Linked DNA regions of Mus musculus: regions 1, 3 and 4 are each linked to region 2. The links are chromatin contacts, called in public HiChIP or PLAC-seq and promoter capture Hi-C maps. All regions are on one chromosome and are shown on one strand. Each heading gives the region's core, a stretch centred on a gene start, on an enhancer-like site or on the middle of the called end of the contact. The rest is flanking DNA. Distances are from core to core; before and after follow the strand shown.

Region 1 (4,678 bases), core at 1,194-3,693, 660 kb before region 2:
AATGGTCATGTTAATTGCAGGCTTGGAAACCAAGATGGTCATGTGATTTGTGTTTTCTCTTCCTCCCTCTCCCTCTCTCTCCCTCTCCCCCTCTCCCCCCTCTGTGCGCTCTCTCTCTCTCACACACACACACTTCTCTCTCACACACACACACACTTCTCTCTCTCACACACACACACTTCTCTCTCTCTCACACACACACTTCTCTCTCTCTCACACACACACACACACACACACACACACACACACACACACACACACACACACCACTCTCATTTTACAACGGTGAGAAGAGAGAAGAGGTTGACAAAAGCTGCATAATCGCCACTGAGTCGATGCTGGCCCTGACAAAACCTATGACACCTAGAGAAGACAGATCAACTGCTATGCAGTGGTCAGGTTGCAGATTAAGTTGTGAAAACACCAGCCGCAAGAGGCAGTCCCTCAAAACAAACAAAAACAAAAGTGGGGAAGGACAACCGCTTCTTCAGTTTCTCGTCTACCTTGCTTAGAAGGGAAGCTCAGCCTCCTCATTTTCACCACCTTGGTTCTGTGGTCTTATGATGGGAGATGTGATGACCGACAGTAACTGTCCTGGGACTCCCACTCTGAACATCTTGGCTCCGTCTCATACTGCTCTTCTCCATGGTTTGCTTGTGCTGCCTGATGGCTCCAAAGCTTATCATCTTTTCCATCCTGGAAGAAAACATCCCCCCCCCCAAAAAAAAAGGCAGTGCTTTGTTGTTGCTGTCATTGCTATTGCTTGATAAGCTCGAAGGATGACCAGGGAAGAGCATATTTTTAAAATTAGGGACAGGCATAAAGAACGCCACTTTTACAGAATTTTCAAATGGCCAATTTATCCATTCAAAGGACCATCACCTGCAAGGCAGAATAATTTCATTGCAGCGCAGTGGTTTCAGATCAGGGGGTGATACCACTCTGCTAAATGTCATCAGGGGATGGAATTTAAAACATCTTTAAAGATCACAGGGTCAGCAGATCTTTGTTAACAGATTCTGTTAGCAGGCCTGCCCACGTGTACCTCATTCTACTGGCAAGGCACCCTTGACTGATGATTGAAAGCTCTGTGATGATGGAGCCTGACAGTGGAGTCTCCCATCGAGGTGGATCAAGAATGAAGTGGGTGATGATCCATCTTTGAAGTCATTTTAGCATCCAGCATAGTTTCTGTCTATTGATCATGATTGTATTAACTCACAGGGCTTTTAAATTAACATCTAGTATATTTTTAAATGGGTCATGGCATTTGACCCACATAGCAAATTATAAAGCTTTTGGTAAATTAGGAAGTTAGGAAGTCGGGGGAGGAATGAAGATCAAGTATTTTCTCAAAATTAGAAGAGCAGTTAACGTAAAGAAAAGCTTTGCTTAAACTTTGGTCTTTATTAAGGAGACATCAAAATTAGATGGATGGATGGATGGATGGATGGATGGATAGACTGGAATAATTGCTTAATAAAATTGAACTGTAATATCTGATTGATTGTATTGCTAAGGCCAAACCCAGATAGGAAAAGATACCAGGATCATCTTGGTTGTCCACATCTTGAGGAAGCACCATCAAATGAAAGAAGAAATTTGCCAGTGAAGCAGAGCAAAGTATGTAGGTAGCAAAACAAGAAGGATGGTGTAAATTAAGGTCAATTATTTCTCAGAATGAGCTTAAGTGAGCACTGTTTTGTGTTAATAAATGGAAGGAAGTGCCTTTTCATTTTAAGAATGATTTTTGAATATGCATCTTCATTTAACAGCCTCATCGGTTTACCTACTAGCTCTCAAGCATGACATATTGGAGGAGGACCAGGGATCCTCAGAAGGCCTTACTGCGATATATGTGCCAGGATTGTAATTCTGAGTATGCCTTTATTCGTGTGTTTCCTTTCATAAACAGAATTTTATAGAATGAGAAAGGTGATCACACTAGACACATGTCACCTCTTTTTAATATATTTATTTATTTATTTTCAGAAACAGAAAATTTATAGTTACAGAGGAGAAATATGAAACCGTATTTTCATCTGCTTTGTTGCCTCTAGAAACATTTTATGCCTTTGTTGGGGCTTAAGGTTTAAGCACAGTATACAGAAGACTAGGGAAAAAAAAACCATGAGTACCTGTGGCAAGAATCCCAGGACTTCTGCGATAGACAAATATATTGTCTGAGCATACATGGCAGGGAGAAAGGTTGAAAACTCCCAGTCTAATCTGCTGTCGATATGATTTCCAAGTTCATCTGGTGGCTGGCTAGGAAACCCAACCGCTGCACATTTGAGACATAATTACGTGGAAAGAGAAAGAAAGTTGGTAATTTATACCAGTGCCTCGCCTGTGTTACTTTCCAGGAGATCTGACCCTCTCTCCAACCTCTCTTTGAGCAGGCTCCTTCCACTCACTCCCCAGCCAGAATGGAAGCTACAGGCTGTGCTGGAACCATGGTTTATGGGTAATGTGTCTGTAATGGACTCTCCACTCAAAACCAATATAGCAGTAGCATAGCCATCAGCAATCAGTCCATAAAATCTGCAGTTGCCCTCCTTTTTTGTTTCTTAAAAGGGGCAGGAAGCTAATGGATTTGAAATTGCAGAAGCGGACGACAGACCTTTTTAATAAATGAAAATAAAATCGAGTCTCGGGTTTATGTTGATCTATAGAACTGTGAGTCCCAGAGTCCCACACGGGTTCCCTCAGGGTTGATTCCTAGCCTAAACCACCCAACATTTACAGCTGATAAGTGTCTGCTAAAGAGTAATAAAATACAGTGTGTGTAGTTTTAGAGAATGTAACTTATCACGTTCATCAAAAGCTCCCCGAAAATGTGTTTATCTAAAAGGCTTGTATGTTTGTGTATATTTCAAATATCTCTGCCGTTAGCTTGAGCTCCTTGGGTATTTAAAAGCTAGTTCTGAAAAAGCGTCTTTGGGAACTGTTTAGCTGGAGGTTGGTGGTTACATTTCCTTGGATCTGAGCTAATCTTCGGGTTACAGACTTCATACAAATATATACAAATGGAATGACGACTGTTGCCTGATTTTATTTTATTTTTCTCACTAAACCAAGGTAAAGACTTAAAGCCCAATTCATAAAAGATGGAACAAAACTGTTTATGTGGGTGTCAGATGATTTAAGTCTGACATAGCTGCTCCTGAGAACCTTCTGGGCAGCTGAATGTGCATTTGTGTTAGGGGGCAGGGGTGGGCAAAGTGAGATGGTGAGAAGGAGTTAAGGATACTTTGGTAATCACAATGCAGTACGATTGCAGGCTACCATTTTAAAAAGTGTGTGTGTGTGTGTGTGTGTGTGTGTGTGTGTGTGTGTGTGAGAGAGAGTGGGGGGGTGTGCATTTGTATGCAGGTATGTGTGCCTGTGTGTGTGTACATGCAGAAGCCTCAAAGAGAATACCTGGTGTATTTCTTTATCGATCTCAGCCTTACTCCCTCGATACAAGGACTCTCACTAAATCTGAAGTTTGACATTTTGGTTAGATTGTCTGACCAATAGGTGTCTGACTTCTAGCCATCTCTGTCTATCAAGGCTGAGGTTAATGGGCTTGTGTAGCTACAGGACACTTTTTAATGTGGGGGACTGAAGATTTGAACTCATGTCCTCATGTTTGCCCAGTGTGCATCCTTAACCACTAGGCTATCTCTTCATATTCTACATCCAACTTTTTAAGCTTGTTTGTACATTGGATGGCTAAAGGAGAGGACACAGATAACTTAATCTTAAAGGGCTTAGGAGTCATTTAAGGCAGAGACATAGCTTGGAATTCTTAATCAAAGGCTGACTAATAAATGTCCCTGACACATTAAGAGTTTCCTCAAGAAAAATACTCATTAATTGTCGGGATGCAACAGTTATCCTGTGAGTTCAAAGAAATATATTTTCTCCACACCTGTCACCTGCCTGGAAATAGAGAAGGCCACATGTATGGTTAGCTTCTTGAGGGCATAATGTTTTCAAGATGTTGGAGATGGGAGTATATTCCTGAGGTAGAAATCAGATAGTGTTGCCCATAAATGCTCAATACCTAGGTCATTGCATCCTGTACAGAGTACCCTCACCTCCTCAGGGAAAGTTTTATGAATGGATTTTGATGTAGCATGATCAGGGAAAGCCCCAGCATGCTAAATGTCTCCCCCCCAAACCACACTCATTGGTTCAGTGTGCAGCTGTCCTCTGGGTAATCAGATGATCTTTTCTGGCCTCTAATGATACCCACACTCACGTGCACATAAAGCCCTTCCCTATGGACACGTGTATACACAACTAAAAAGAGAGAATAATCAAAGAATACATTTTTAACTTTAAAAACTGTAAATAGAGGCTACAGAGATAGCACAGTGGGTAAAATCTAGGTAAGCTATACAGACTTGTTATACAAGTTTGAGAGCCTGAGTTCAAATCTCTAGCTCTTGTGTAAGAACTTGGGCACCTCAGAACTTTAGGAGGTGCAGCTGAGAGGATTTCTGGGTCTTGTTGGCTGCTAGCTGGCTACAGTTTTATCGAGAGCCTGTCTCAAAGGAATAAGATATAGTAACAGAGCAGGACACTAATATACTCCTCTGACCTGTACATATGCACATGGGCATGCGAGCCTGAACATGCCTGTGGATACAACCATATGCACATAACAATGTGTATATATATATGCACA
Region 2 (4,949 bases), core at 2,284-4,783:
TCAGCGAAAAATGGAAATCACGGAAGAGCGGCTGGGAGCCCTGTGCACGGGGACCTCGTGTCCAGCTTGAAGCATAAATCCTGTGAGATTGCTTCACGTGGACCGAGTCAGGGAACTGTATGACAAAATGAGGTAGCCCTTTCATGGATCACACTGTTGAATGTAACCCGGGGTTGGTGTCTTACTGCGGGGTACAACTGTCAGCACGCACCACACCAAACTAATATTTCTTAGAAGTTGGGACCGTGTTGGAAATGGCTTTAGACGAGGTCCCCACTTTGCTAAGGATTTTTGGAGCAGGGAGGGTTGTTTTTTTTTTCCCTTAATTCTTCATGTGGAGAAAATGCAAGTGACTGAGCCTTCACACCCTCCCTCCTGCCCACCAAGAGCTGGATTCTCTCTAGGTCTAGCAGTACTCCTGAGCCCTCTCAACACACACACACACACACACACACACACACACACACCACACCTACCCCTGTCCCCATTTGGACTGCTAGGATCTACAGGCCTCTACCAGGAAAATTGGGCCCTGCATTGCTGGAGGGAGAAAAGGTGGGAGGAATCCTAGATGAGGACTTCCCAAGGTCATCTCTTGGGATCCTCTAGTGCCTCTGTGTTGGGAAGCCCCTTTCATCTTAGCCTTCAGTCTTTCCAGCCCTCATACCCAGGAGGCTGCAGACCCCAGATCATCCATCCACCTCTAGGCAGGAGGGTACAGCTAACACTGAGCAGCAAGACTCACATTCCCAGTCCGTAATCGAAACACAGTCTGGACTCGGGATGCTTACCCCCTCCCTACCTCAAGCCTGAAGAATAATGCAAGACTTCCAGAATCAAGTCAGGAAGGAGAGTCCTGGGTGACTGAGTCAAGTCACAGCGGACTAATCCCCTGAAGGGCTGCTTGGGAGTGGACTTTACCTGTTCTGGAAGAAATGCCAGCCCAGCCACTCTTAAACTGATGGTACCTAAAGGACAGACTTGGCCTGATCTTGGCACACCTGATAACTCTTGGCACCTGGGGAACGAGCAGAGTATTCCCCCTTCCTCTCGTTCTCCAGGTTGTTTGTGAATGAGAACAGTGAGCATCTACAGTGCTTTTCCCACCCCAATTCCCTGTAGACAAGCACTTCCCAGGTCCCCCCTAACACAGTGGTATCGGCACAGGAAAGAATAAAAATAGGAATTCCTGTAGAGATAAGTCTCATCTTGGAAACAGAACTGACCGCAAGCAACACGCTACTGCCACCTCCCCCACCCGGGCCCCTGCTGGTCCACCTCAAGGAAAGTTTTCCAGCAGTTTCTCAAAGTTCCAGACCAGTTTCTGGGCTTTTGGCGCCCCCTCTGGATGTTGCTGAAAATTGCAGTGTAATTTTCATGTCAACTGTTTTTTAAAAATAGTTTCTCCCCGAAAAGATCAAGAATATAAACACACTTTCGTGGAGGCGTAGAAATATGTAAGAAGTTTCACGATTTAAAATGTCGCAGCACATTATATCTCTCCATATTTTGTATTAAGGGTATATTTATAAATGGATGTATTCATGAACAAATACTTAATAAAATATTTCAAAATGCCCTAAGGCCACTGTCGTTTTCGTTGCCTTTGTGCCAGAATACGTGATAATTACAACAAATTACAACTGGCTGTTTTAATACATCTGACAGTGGCCCCTGGTCTCTTCAAATACCTCCATCCCAGAACATAGAAGTGCGTCTACACGAACAAAACCTGGTCCCCTACTCTGGAAAAAAAAAAAAAGATATATTTTCCTACACGTTGTGAGAATAATCGGAGCTACGAATATATGGCTATTGTTTGTAAATCTCTTAAACTCGTAAACAGGCTACAGGGTAGTAGAGACATGCAATGCTAGGAACATTCGTTTGAAAAGAAACTTCGACTGAACAGAGTTGTAGCTTGCTGCTATCACGAGTTCCTTTCCCCAAATAACAAATGCCCACTTCGGAAGAAAACGAGAGGAAAACGAGCTTTTCAAAAGCATCCCAAAGAAAAGATTCGTTTATGTCTAAGTGTCCACACTTAGCAAATTAGAGGGGAGGAACCTGTCTTTGATATGATACAGGCCGATTCGCTTTATCAATAATTTAGTAAGTTCAAAGCGAAGCTTTGCAAGAATCAGAAAGGGGATGTTTAAATGAAATTGTTTATCTTTTTTTTTTTTTTACACCGTTGTGAGTTTGTTTGTGGTTCCGAGGGCATGTCGCCCGGTGGCAACTAAGATTTTTATTCGTTCCAGAAAAGATAATTCCTCCCTTAGCCAACCTTGCTCTAAGAGTTTGAGTAAACACGCAGCTTCGGCTCCAAGCACTCTTAAAGTGCAACGGACACCTAAGTGGCCTCCCCCAGAACGCCCACCTGTGTGCAGGTCTAAGAGGACGCAACTAAAGTCCAGACGCCTAGAGCTTCGCCCTCTTAGGTATCTGGTAAAAGGAAGGCCCAAGCAAGGGAGCCACAGGGCTCCGCCAAAGTGGCCCGTTTTGTCTGGAGTCTCCAGTCCAAGTCAAGGGCCTTCTCGGCCTCACCGCCCGGCCCTGCCACCTTTGCAAACTTCGCCCTCAACCCCGGAGTAGTTTTGCAAACTCCAGTGGCGAGCCTGACGGTGTTTGTGACTCAGTCAGGAGGCAAGAAGCAGAACTCTAAAGTAATAATCCTGACTACGAGGGGCGTCAGAGTACTGGAGGGGCCGGGAAAGGACTTGTCAGTTCAAGGTCGGCGTGGCCCACGGGACCGGCCGCAAGAGCCGGGGACTGCGCGGTCCCTGCCGCCAGCCTTTGCCTGGTGCTCGGCTTTGGTTTTCATTGATTCCCCACTGCGGGAGCGCAGCAGAAGCTCCAGTCACCACACCAGCTTCGTTGAACCAGAGCGCGTTAATCTATTTATATGGATTATTACAGAGAACAGCGGGCGTTGAGTCACCCAAACATTTGCTTCCAAAAGACCATTTCTAAGCACTTTTTTTGGAAGCCGGCAGACTCCAGGCGCAGAAGCCCAGCTCCGCTTTGACGAGCAGCTGTTGCAATTTCCATTGCTGTAAACGCCAGCGAAGTCCCGGGTACCACGGAGACAGCATCGAAAAGTGGGGGTGGGGGGTTGTGGAGGGTCCTAGTCTAGACACGCTCGCGTGCACGCGCACACACACACACACACACACACATACACACACACACACACACACACACACACACACACACATCGGTTCACACGGAGACCGTTCCAAAACTGTGACATTCCGAGAGTAGAGAGCAAACTTACACACTCGGACGTCCCGGGTCCCCCGCTTGCCCCGCGCCCCCCTCCAAGTCCCCTCACCCCACCATCCACCCTCTGGCTGAGCTCCCCTCCCTTCTCCTCCCCTCCTGTCTCGTCACCCAACCCGGAGCCACAATCCTCCCCAGCCCCCCTTCCAAAATCCGGTCCAATCAGCGACTTGCCAACACTGATGACTCAAGAGCTAGCCGTGATTGGCCCGAGGTATCTAACGTGAAGGAGGAGTATTTATTAGAGACCCTGAGCTGGAAGTCGGAGAGCCGAGAGCGCTGCTCGGAACTGCCTGGAAACTTCTGTGGGAGCGACAACTTTACCAGTTTCAGTCCAGGAACTTTTCTTTGCAAGAGAGACGAGGTGCAAGTGGCCCCGGTTTCGTTCTCTGTTTTCCCTCCCTCCTCCTCCGCTCCGACTCGCCTTCCCCGGGTTTAGAGCCGGCAGCTGAGACCCGCCACCCAGCGCCTCTGCTAAGTGCCCGCCGCCGCAGCCCGGTGACGCGCCAACCTCCCCGGGAGCCGTTCGCTCGGCGTCCGCGTCCGGGCAGCTGAGGGAAGAGGAGCCCCAGCCGCCGCGGCTTCTCGCCTTTCCCGGCCACCCGCCCCCTGCCCCGGGCTCGCGTATGAATCTCCTGGACCCCTTCATGAAGATGACCGACGAGCAGGAGAAGGGCCTGTCTGGCGCCCCCAGCCCCACCATGTCGGAGGACTCGGCTGGTTCGCCCTGTCCCTCGGGCTCCGGCTCGGACACGGAGAACACCCGGCCCCAGGAGAACACCTTCCCCAAGGGCGAGCCGGATCTGAAGAAGGAGAGCGAGGAAGATAAGTTCCCCGTGTGCATCCGCGAGGCGGTCAGCCAGGTGCTGAAGGGCTACGACTGGACGCTGGTGCCCATGCCCGTGCGCGTCAACGGCTCCAGCAAGAACAAGCCACACGTCAAGCGACCCATGAACGCCTTCATGGTGTGGGCGCAGGCTGCGCGCAGGAAGCTGGCAGACCAGTACCCGCATCTGCACAACGCGGAGCTCAGCAAGACTCTGGGCAAGCTCTGGAGGTGAGCGCGCGGGCCGCCAGGGAGGGCTCGGTGGCTAGGGGGGACGCGGGCTGCACTCACCGACCCCGCCCCGCCTCCCTGAGCCGCGGAGTTGTGCATCCTGGGGTCTTTGGTCCAGGATGCAGGGCGGCCGGGGGCGGGGGGAGGGAGTGGCTCAGATTTTGAGAAAGTTCTTGGGATTGCTCTTGGTTATGGCGGGGGGGGGGGGAATGGGGGCGTGAATATGACTGCTTTTAGGAAGGTAGAAAGGAGTGAGGGGGTGTGCCAGCCTGGTCCCTCTGGAAAGGAACAATTAGAGGAAGCAAGCCCACCTTCCTTAGGCCAACTGCGCTCATTCCTGGGGAGATGGAGTGAAGGGAAAGTGTAACTGAGACTAGAGGAGACCCAGGCAAGAATTGGGCAAAGCTACTGAGAACCGGCAGGGGCATGGATCAACAGAGCGAGCTTCTTGCAATTTAAATGGGTTTTCGGAAAGTTTTTACTGCGTGTTGGGAGGGGTGGACCGCTCCGGTAGCAAAGGCGTTTAGAGCAGCCTCAGCAGGGAGCTATTTCCATCTTCAGGGTTTCCAAAATAGGAGGCCAGGGGAGGGGGCGGGGCGAAGAGTGACCG
Region 3 (4,930 bases), core at 1,143-3,642, 610 kb before region 2:
GAGCTGTGGTATTTCTCCAGAAAGCAGAGCCTACTGAACTCATCCATGCAGGAGTCAGGGTTCACATGACAAACTTGACAAGCACCACATTCAGACTACCTTAGTCAAATGATGTAGTATCAGCCAGGACTGTAAAGCTGAGCATTTTACTCGGTGATTTAAAGAAGAGATAGAGAATGGAATGAGTCACTTGTATAAAACTGGACAGAACTGGAGACAACTGTGTCAGGTGAAAAAGCTAAGTCTCATGTTTTCTCTCATTTTTGATAACTAGAAAAGAAAACACTAGGATCCAAAAGCCAAAGGGGGTGGCTTGGAGGGTGAATGGAAAACAAAAAGGGAGAGGAAAAGGGAAAATAAGAGACAGTAACAGTGTATGATAATGCAGGATGGATGTTATCAATAACATTATAACGGCATACATCATACTGTATCACTATATACACTACACTGAAAATATTCCCTGTAGTCTGGTACAGCCATCCATGTGTATGCATTATTGCCTTTTAAGATCAGCAAAAGAAAGATAGGCAAATCTGAGGTTGAGTTTCTATGACCCTAAAAGTAAGAATTTCAAGGGGGGAAAGTGACATGTATTTATGTAATCAAACCCTTATTTTATCATCATGAGTAATTTCTGTGTTTGCCACCTGCTTTGGCTCTTCAATATTTAATGGTTCCATAATTTGGACTTGCCTATTTCTTCTTACGTTTTTGTGATCTTTCAAGATAAGTATGAACAGAAAGCTTAACAGCTGCATATGGAAGGAAATAATTAATGAGATTCAGAAAGGTTTAAAGTTGTTCTGTTTTTTATATATTGTTTATGGACACTACAAATACCTATAAATCTTAAAGGGTTTTGAGATGGATTGTTATCTGTATGTATGCATGCATCTCTGTGTGAGTCTATACAATGTGTATGTCAGATCCTATAGAGGATAGAGAAGATCGTTGAATCCCTCAGAACTGGAGTTATAAGAGAAGAGGAGCTGCCAGTTACTGGCACAATAAACCAGATCCAGGGACTCTGAAGAACAGGGGGCACTCTTAACTCAAGGGCTGTTCTCCCCAGCCCCAAGATCCCAGCTTCTTGTTTGTTTGTTTGTTAGGTTGGTTGGTTTTGGGGTTTTGGTTTTATAGAATTTTTGTCCTAAAATACTATATAGTGCTGTTCATGAATGGGCATTATAGGCAATGTCTAGATTATCAGGCCTAATAAATCCTCTCTGGGCATCTGAATGACTATAATTATTGTTTGCCCCATGAATAGACTACTGGAACACATGAAGAGGCAGGTCCTACAGATCCAAAGAGGAGAGATCATCATGGCACAGGGGAACAACAGAAGACCAGAGAGGAGTCCCTGTGAAGATCCAGTACTGATGGTGTAGTGGCCTTGAACCAGACAAGTGACTCATTCATTGCAATGAACATTCACAAGTACAGATGTGTGGACAAAAGGGTATAGTGTGGGACACAAGGGGATTTTTTTTTCTTTTGGTGGGGAGGTTGCAAGAATAGGGGTGGCTACAAGGGGGTGGGGAGATGAGTAGAATTGGGGTGCATGATATGTAATTCACAAAGAATCAATAAAATGTTAAATAAGAAATACTAATTTATTCTATTGTCCTCAGAATGTGTGGATAGTTATACTAGGAGATAATTTAGATTATTCTGGCTTACCATTTTTGCCTGAACTGTGCATAATCTTCACACACAACTTAACATCCGTACCTATTACTCTTGTAGTAAAGATCTAAAGATCAGACATGATAGAAAACTCTCTGAGCCCATTCCAAGGACTCTCGTTCCTAGTACTATTTAATGACACAACCCACCAGAAGTCCAAATCCTCTGATTCATTGAGTTAAAGGTCAGCTACTGTTAGTGGGCTTAGCTCCTATCCTTCCTGCCTGGGATGGGCGGTAAGTGAGTGTGTCACTGTGATGTTCTCGGCTCTCTTTTGAATATCTAGAAGGCTGTATTTTTTCTCTTAGAGATTCAACCTTCCATGTTCTGATTTTTTTTACTCAGTATTTTCCATACACCCTCTCCCTTGGCAGCCTGGAAAGTCATCAATGGTGTGCATGTGAGAGTCTGCTTACACAGGATGCCAACAGATGGCAATATTTTATCATTATTACCCAATACCGAGACCCTTCATCTGTTGACACCGGGAGCCCAAGGAGTCGGCTCTTTGGTGTGACACATGTCACCGAAGTTTCACCCCCCATTAACCGTGCTGTTGTTTGTGATTGTTAAGCTGTGTGCCTCACCGTGTGTCACATTCTTGACTTCTACAAGGGCCCATTACTAAGTGGCATCTGAGCCCTGTGACTCATAGAAGGTACCAGGCTTGGAAAAATAAACACTTGCACATTCGGCAGAGATTAGAGCCACTGGCTGGTAGGGGACTGGATGGCAGTTCATGGAAAAAGCCGTTTCTGTGACTCATCTATCACTGCACTGGAAGAAAGGCAGAGTTACCACCGTGGAGCGATGCACATTGGCAAGCACAAGGCGAACCATCCTGTCTATGGTGAGCAGGGCTTGGTCCGTGGAACGAGAAGATACGAGGCTGATATTCCAAAATATCAAGAAAATTTGTGACCTCAAAAATGAAGATTTCAGAAGAAGATGTTTATAATTGTTTTATCTATTTCCTCAAGATCTGTTCCTTACCTATCTACCTATCTCTTTCTTACCTATCAGTCTATCTTCCTATAGGCATTCTCTCTGCACCTCAAATCACATTCTTTTCTTTGTTCAGTTACTGTTCGTGTCCTCCATCCCTCTGCCTCCTCCCCGTAACCTTCCCATCTTCACCTTTTTTGGTCTTTCCACCTCATCCTCAGTCCAGACTCATTCCCTTCCCAGCATGCCTTGCTGGACTTCGATCCAGGAAAGGCATTCTGCGTCTTCGGGGTTGGCAGCGGGGGAACAGGATGATCTTGCCAATACCACCTACCCAAGGAACTGAATTTACAAAGTGAATCCCCTCCAGCCACCATGGGCTGTAGCCACTGCCAACTTTATAATTGTAAGTCGTCTAATGGTTGAAACTGGCCTGAGACTAAAGAAATTCAGGCAGATCAACGCTCCAGGTTGGGGTTTGGGAACGTTTTAGGGTTTCTTTCTGTACATGCAACTTTGGAGGCTGTATTTCAATTCTTGATCCCCTTTAGCAATTTGGCTCGTTTTCTGTTTGTGCTTCTCTTTTATAACATTTTTTTTTTTTTAAGAAGAGAAATCTGACTTCTTTCTTCTTCTTCTTCTTCTTCTTCCAGGAAGGGAAGAGCAAACGCCGATGCCGAAGCTTCCACTAACCGTCTTCCCCAGACCGTCTACCCTACTCACTAAGGGGTCATGACCACGTAGTCAAACAACCAAGGTCAGGGGGGGTAGAAAACAGATGGGGACCAATGTCTTGCAGATCCCACACCTTCTTTTAAAAATCTGTTTCAAAAAAAATAGGTTTCTGTGAAAGAACATTTCCGAAGGTGCCTTTATAAACACACCGCTTGGGTCCTGGGCCTCTAAAACAGTGTTTTTGTGTAGGGCATTTGCTATCCAACAAGGTTTTATTGAATATCCCTCCCACTTGTTGTTGTTACAATAATCCATGCTGATTATAAACCATGCTCCATAAAATGTCACCAAACACACCCACACCAGGCAGCACCACGGGGCAGACTCAAGCCGGAGCGCCTCGGACCATAAAACGTAGACCGCCAGGAATACGGCTACCATTTATTTCCCTGCAGTGGGCTTTCCCTCTGTCTCTCTCTAGGCAGGTTTTCCTTGTGTTGAAAGGGAACTTCTGGTCAAAAGTCAGCAAGCAAAGTTGTAGAAAGCTTTGATAGTCAGTGAAGTGAATCATGGCTACACATGGCAGCCGCATGCACCAATGGAGCCTCTTGCTGGGCGGACCTCCCTCGAAGAAGAACATCCCCTGGTCATCAGTCAAAGGGGCCCCCAACAGTTAGGTGCAGCCAATGGCTTCACCAGCTCCGCTGTGCCTGGGTCCCAATTGCCCTTTTTCCACAGGTATTGCTAAAACAAATAGCAGACACTATTTACTGGGTGTGATGCTTTCAATCGCATTAATCTAGCCAGTAAAAAAATTTATGGCTAATAAAAATTCCACCATGACATGGCTGATTGGAGGGGAGGCTGCAGGATGGAAATCCAAGCCACGCCTCTGCCCCTAGCTAGGCTTGTCTCAAACGCTGGAAGGAAGTAGGAGTCCGGGAAGAGAAAGACAGAAAAATCTCTGGGGTTGTTAAAACTAATTCAAGGGTAGATGGCTAAAACTCTTAAAGTATTTAATAAGCCCAGACTCTGCTGTGTGATTGACTGGACACCTACCCTGAAAAGCTACGTGGGTAAGGTACAGACATCGTCTTACCTCCAGTAGAAAAACCACCCTAAGTTCCATCTAGTCTTATGATCACATGATTGTTTTCCTATAATAAAACACATATTTAGAATCCAATCAGCTTATTTAAAAAAAAAAAAGCTGGCGTACCTACGGTGGGTGCGCCCCCTGTTTGTCTCTCTGGATTGATGCCAGTCGGAGCTGTAGCCCTGAAATATCTGTCTCACCCCTGGCTGGCTTATGCTTACTGAACATGGCTTCAGAGGGTGTTGACGAAGATCTCTTAACGCCGGTGAGTCATCCATCCTTTTCCCAGCTGAGAGACTCCTTGGTTCCCAGAGTCTCCAAACCCTGCCTGCTCCATGGTTTCTCCCTTGAGTGGGCAGCTGATCCAATTATTTATTAATGATCACAGACCACACACAGCAATGAGGATGTTATTTTAATGAATTTATATTGGAAGTCCTGCCACTGGGGCCGAGGGCTTGATTAGCTTATTGCGGTTAATACTTCAAGTAGCTTATCCAATATCCATTATCCCATTCTTTC
Region 4 (4,603 bases), core at 1,176-3,675, 540 kb before region 2:
TATTTGATGAGTGTCCAAAGGGTAAGAGAGGCGCTGTAAAAAATACTTAACTGTAGACCACAAGGAGGAATAATACCCGAAGCTATGCTAAGGACTTTACATACATTTACATCCATGTTTGCATGCATGTTCTCTCTCTCTCTCTCTCTCTCTCTCTCTCTCTCCCTCCCTCTCTCTCTCTCTCTCTCACTCACTCACACACACACACACACACACACACACACACACACACACAGAGAGAGAGAGAGAGAGAGAGAGAGAGAGAGAGAATGGGGGAGAGCAGAAGAGAAATATTGAAACCACAACAAAATACAAAGAGCAAACAAGCATCTTTCAGCTGGGTCTTAGAGAACTGTTTGTCTTGCCAACTCAATTTGTTGTTTAAGATGCCTTCATCTGTTTAACACCAATAGATAGTCATCAGCATGGTGTTACGTCCTGACACTAACCCCCAACATCACTGAGAATCAACGCCCACATCAAGCCATTTGCATCTTACTCACCTAAAATCCCACCCTCAAAACCCATAGCTTTAAGTACTTGGTCTTCACCTTAGCACTGCTCAGAGGAGTTCCAGTTTGATTCAAGATGCTATGACAAAAGAGTCTGAAATGCTCTGGCCCAAAGCAGCAAAGATGAGGAGAGGAGTTGATTTTCAGTTTCCAGGTCACAGTCATTACTGAGAGGAGTCCAGACAGGAACTTGTGCAGGAATATGAAGCAGAGACCATAGAGGAATGCTGCTTGCTGGGTTTCTGGCTGGTTCATGTTTCGCTAGCTTCCTTACTTAACCCAGGACTATCTACCTAGGCAATGGTGTTGCCCAGTGAGGAGGGCTCTTCTACAGGGAGATATAATACTCATAGGTCCATAATCCGGATACTGCTACCCCATTCTATGTCAAGGGCCACTATGAACTTGAACGCCACAGAAGTAGCAGTCAATATCTGGGTGCTCTTAGTACATACACTTAGACCGTTCCGGAAAATCAAATTATAAAGTGCCTTCATGCTATTATCAAGTGACCTCACAAATCCAGCAGCAGGGAGCAGAAACCATAATTAACATTTTTTTTCTCCTTAGACATTTCCCACGGGCACTAACTAGCATGCTAATTCCATCTTTCTTGAAGATCTCACTCAACAGTTATATAAGATCCAAAGGCTGTAAACTCGCTCTGGTGCTACTTTAAAAAACACATGTGTTAACACAGGAACATGATCAATAGGCTCCAGACTTGGACAGCTTGAATGTAAACCTCCTTTCTCAGATTCTGACTCCTATAATCTGATGAGGAGGTACACCTGACCCAGATTGAAGTAATCCAATTCTCTTATCAATAAGTTCCAAGACAGAAGTTACCACAGCTGGGAATAGAAATGGGATTCTTGCTTGACAAAATGTTTTTAATTTTACATGGAAAGAGCCAGAAATTCTAGCAAGCTGAAAAAAAAAAACAATAGTTAGAGCATATCTTTAAGAGACCCAGGGTGGAGAACGTGTGTGAGTAGAGATTTTAAGAAAATAATTCTATTGTCCATAGTATCCTGAGGCCAACTATTAGGTCTTTTTATGAGCCCTGCTGTGTTTTCACTCTTGGGTCAATGAATACCATTCTACCTTAAAATGATTTTTCTCTACTTGGCTTTCAGGTAAATTTTCTTTTTAGTTACTAGAAACTAAAAGACTTGGTTAAAACAATTTCATTTGACTGTTAGGGAGAATGGAGGCCTTCGTTCTTTTAGTTTTCAATGCACCTGACACAGTACTTGGCACATGGGAGCTCTTTAATACTCTGGCTGTAAGAAACAAATAGAAACGTGGGTGAACTTCGATGGAAGCCCCAGAAACCACACATCCTCTCGAAACTCTGAAGTATGCAGCAATAAAAAGTCGAATAGCGTATGTCCCTGGGCAGATTGAAAAGCTCTCGCCTGACACTTGTTTTAGTCAGTAATCGCTCACTCATTTAATCCATTTGAGAAATAGCTTTAACCACGACACGAATTATTGGTGTGTGTTTCTCTAGGATATGTAGTAAGGTATTAGTGCACCTTGAAACATTTAGGCCTCTTTATCGCTCTCAGATGTTCCAAGTGGCTCGACAAAGGGGAGGGGGGGAGTAAAGTTCAGAAAGGATAAAGTGGAGATTTGTGCTCTCCATCACTGGTAAACCTAACACCTCATCCACCCGAGGGGGCGGGGCCAAGCGCCGTGGACTGTTGTTTCCTGGGGACGTGCATTAAGGAAAGACTAAATTTAGCAAAAGCCAACATCCCTCTTGTAATGTTTTATGATTGTTATAGTATCTGGTAACTTCTGTTTCCCTCTGGCCGTGATGCGAGAGGCTCTCCCTCAGCTCTCTCCTACCCCCCATGACAGCAATCTTCAGCTGTAAAACAGTGAGACCGTCAGCCAGCAATAATTTGCAATCCAAACAGACTTGACGCTCCCTGACATTTATTGAAACCTCAGACCCCGTGCACTGGTTTCAGTTTTCCTCGGTTGCTCTGTTTTTACAGACAGACAAGTGCTTAGATTTAGGTTTAATAATGAGGAGAAATTTCTTCTTGGCCTCCTCTTGCTTGTGTTGGCTGCGCCAGACTTTGCAACAGACGGGTGGTTGGAGTTAATTATGCTAACTGGTGAGAACATTATTTGACCCCACTGGTTCAGCCCCAGAGGCCGGGTGCCTCCTCAACAGACATAGGCAGATGGAATGCTTCAAGGCCTGGGCAGAGGGCAGGAGGCAGGGAGAGAAAGCTCTCTTCTGCTCAAGGGCAAAAGGATCCTTTCTCTCACTCCAAGTGAGTTCAGGACCAAGGGCTCTGATACACAGAAGCCAGTAAGGGGCACAGGAGTGGAAGGTAGGAAGGATTTTCTAAACACCTTCGAGCACAGGAGTGACGCTCTTGGGAGGAAGTGTCATTTGGAGACTGCAATGCCCTTGCTGTTTTGGAGGAAAGAAAAATGGGAAGGCTTCACCATAAATCTGGCCTGACAAACCAAGAAGTAGACGCTTGTTCTGTGTGTTCTTGAGAGATGCTGACAAGAGCCATATTGTAGCTAGCTATGTTAAGGACTGTTGGTGGCTGCAATGGATGATACTCATGTCATGCACATCTTGTCATGACTTTTACTCTACTAATGATCATGACAATGATATCAGCACCCCAGTACCTTGTTGTCCTAGTAATAAATTGTCATTCAGGAGCCTCAGTGAGAAATTTGGCCAATGTATCCTAATGGAAATTCATGTATACATAGTATGTTGGGCACTCTTAACAGAGTTTTGTCTTTTAAATTATACTTCATTCTAAAGAATAACTTGTCAAGGAAGAGAAAATATTAAGCTTTTGAGTTAACTTTGGCACAGTGTCTTCTCTAGAATTGTGCTTTGCTCATGAATACCCACCCATGCAGGTCCAGATCATTGAGAAAGGCTTGGAAATGCCTAGGCATCAATGCTTTATATGGTTTGCCTGACAACACAAACTCTTTATAGAAGCGTTATGCAGCTTCATTCTTTACAAAGCTAGGACAATTGCTTAAAGTTGTGTTGTCAGTTGCTATGGCTGGCCCATGACAATTTACAAAACCCACCAAGATAATAAGAGAAAGAAGAAATAAATACTATTCCAAGCAAGTTTCCCCACTCATTTCTATCAGATTGAATTCTATCAGATTGAACAGCCCTTGCTGTTTTCCATTTCTCTACCCCCTCTATGTGTGTGTGTGTGTGTGTGTGTGTGTGTGTGTGTGTGTGTGTGCTGTGTTCGTATATGTGCATGGGAAAGGCCAGATGTTCATCAATATACTCCAACTTACTTTCTGAGACAAGCTATTTTACTGAACTTGAAGATCACTCTTTTGGCACACTGGCAGAGAAGTTAGCCCAGTAGTCCTGCTGCCTCTCTCCATGTGCACACTGATATGCCCTAATTTTTCCAGAGGGGTGCTGGTATCCAAACCTAGGTTCTACTGCATCTGCAACAAGCACATTATCCACTAAGCCATCTCCCCAGGCTCTCTCCATCTTTATCTTTTGGACATCTTTGATTTCTGCACTGTGTCAGTTACCATTTTCTCCTTCCCGTGTGTTACTGAAAACAATAACAAGATAATCAATATTATAAGCCAACGTGGAAAGATCTATTATTCTTTGAAAAATAACAGCCAAGTATCAGGTTTTATAAAGGTTGTAGGTTTTGGCAGCATTTTTTTTGTTGTTGATTTTTTTTAAAAGTTTTATTTCTTTATTTTATGTATATGAGTACACTGTCTCTGTCTTCAGACACACCGGAAGAGGGCGTCAGATCCCATACAGATGGTTGTGTGCCACCATGTGGTTACTGGGAATTGAACTCAGGACATCTGGAAGAGCAGTCGGTGTTCTTAACTGCTGAGCCATCTCTCCAGCTGAGGCATTTCTTTGTAGTGCGGCATAATTCATTCCATTCAATGATCATGTCCCACCTCCAATCCTGCTCAATCAGCATCCTCTTGATTGTAATTACACATGGTGAGTAAGGAGTAAGACTGTCTAGTCATAGTAACTCATCTCATCCTTTATGGAAACGATGCAAAGTATATGTGTTTTGTGA

Evidence for each region. Promoter capture Hi-C pulls out the DNA fragments that hold promoters and counts their contacts. HiChIP or PLAC-seq counts read pairs in DNA pulled down with a chosen protein or histone mark.
Region 1: an H3K4me3 HiChIP or PLAC-seq map of embryonic limb bud shows a contact between it and region 2, with 8 times the contacts expected there. The contact joins the enhancer-like site here to the promoter of Sox9 in region 2. A contact is called at or near these places in 13 of 39 promoter capture datasets (the 3T3-L1 cell line, the C10 cell line, cranial neural crest and 8 more), 3 of 484 Hi-C or Micro-C datasets (cortical neurons, myocytes and nephron progenitors), 9 of 115 datasets of contacts at active chromatin or transcription factors (astrocytes, craniofacial prominence, embryonic basal ganglia and 6 more) and 1 of 9 other capture datasets (embryonic stem cells).
Region 3: a FOXA1 HiChIP or PLAC-seq map of pancreatic cancer cells shows a contact between it and region 2. The contact joins the enhancer-like site here to the promoter of Sox9 in region 2. A contact is called at or near these places in 9 of 39 promoter capture datasets (the 3T3-L1 cell line, embryonic stem cells, frontonasal cranial neural crest and 6 more), 1 of 484 Hi-C or Micro-C datasets (embryonic stem cells), 12 of 115 datasets of contacts at active chromatin or transcription factors (craniofacial prominence, embryonic basal ganglia, embryonic forebrain and 9 more) and 3 of 9 other capture datasets (embryonic stem cells, liver and pancreatic islet).
Region 4: a promoter capture Hi-C map of second pharyngeal arch cranial neural crest shows a contact between it and region 2, with 15 times the contacts expected there. The contact joins the enhancer-like site here to the promoter of Sox9 in region 2. A contact is called at or near these places in 6 of 39 promoter capture datasets (the 3T3-L1 cell line, frontonasal cranial neural crest, hippocampal neurons and 2 more), 3 of 484 Hi-C or Micro-C datasets (cerebral cortex and cortical neurons) and 6 of 115 datasets of contacts at active chromatin or transcription factors (craniofacial prominence, embryonic basal ganglia, embryonic forebrain and 3 more).

The regions. Positions count from the first base shown.
Region 1 is chr11:112,122,993-112,127,670 of GRCm38.p6, forward strand. No RefSeq gene overlaps it. Among named protein-coding and RNA genes, the nearest start is that of Gm39461, 32 kb to the right of the region's middle. Within about 2 kb of position 2,444, at least 3 of the 459 cell types and tissues checked have an H3K27ac peak or open chromatin away from gene starts, as enhancers often do. A contact at or near this core is called in embryonic limb bud, where this site is marked.
Region 2 is chr11:112,778,677-112,783,625 of GRCm38.p6, forward strand. Sox9 (SRY (sex determining region Y)-box 9) reads left to right here and starts at 3,534. Exons shown (of 3, transcript NM_011448.4): 1 at 3,534-4,339. The coding sequence starts at 3,909. RefSeq lists an enhancer at 1,575-2,363, a cis regulatory region at 3,140-3,154 and a promoter at 3,356-3,863.
Region 3 is chr11:112,171,474-112,176,403 of GRCm38.p6, forward strand. Gm39461 (a long non-coding RNA gene) reads left to right here. Exons shown (of 3, transcript XR_880297.2): 2 at 1,274-1,465; 3 at 3,291-3,468. Among named protein-coding and RNA genes, the nearest start is that of Gm39461, 17 kb to the left of the region's middle. Within about 2 kb of position 2,393, at least 25 of the 459 cell types and tissues checked have an H3K27ac peak or open chromatin away from gene starts, as enhancers often do. A contact at or near this core is called in pancreatic cancer cells, where this site is marked.
Region 4 is chr11:112,237,021-112,241,623 of GRCm38.p6, forward strand. No RefSeq gene overlaps it. Among named protein-coding and RNA genes, the nearest start is that of Gm39461, 82 kb to the left of the region's middle. Within about 2 kb of position 2,426, at least 11 of the 459 cell types and tissues checked have an H3K27ac peak or open chromatin away from gene starts, as enhancers often do. A contact at or near this core is called in embryonic limb bud and second pharyngeal arch cranial neural crest, where this site is marked.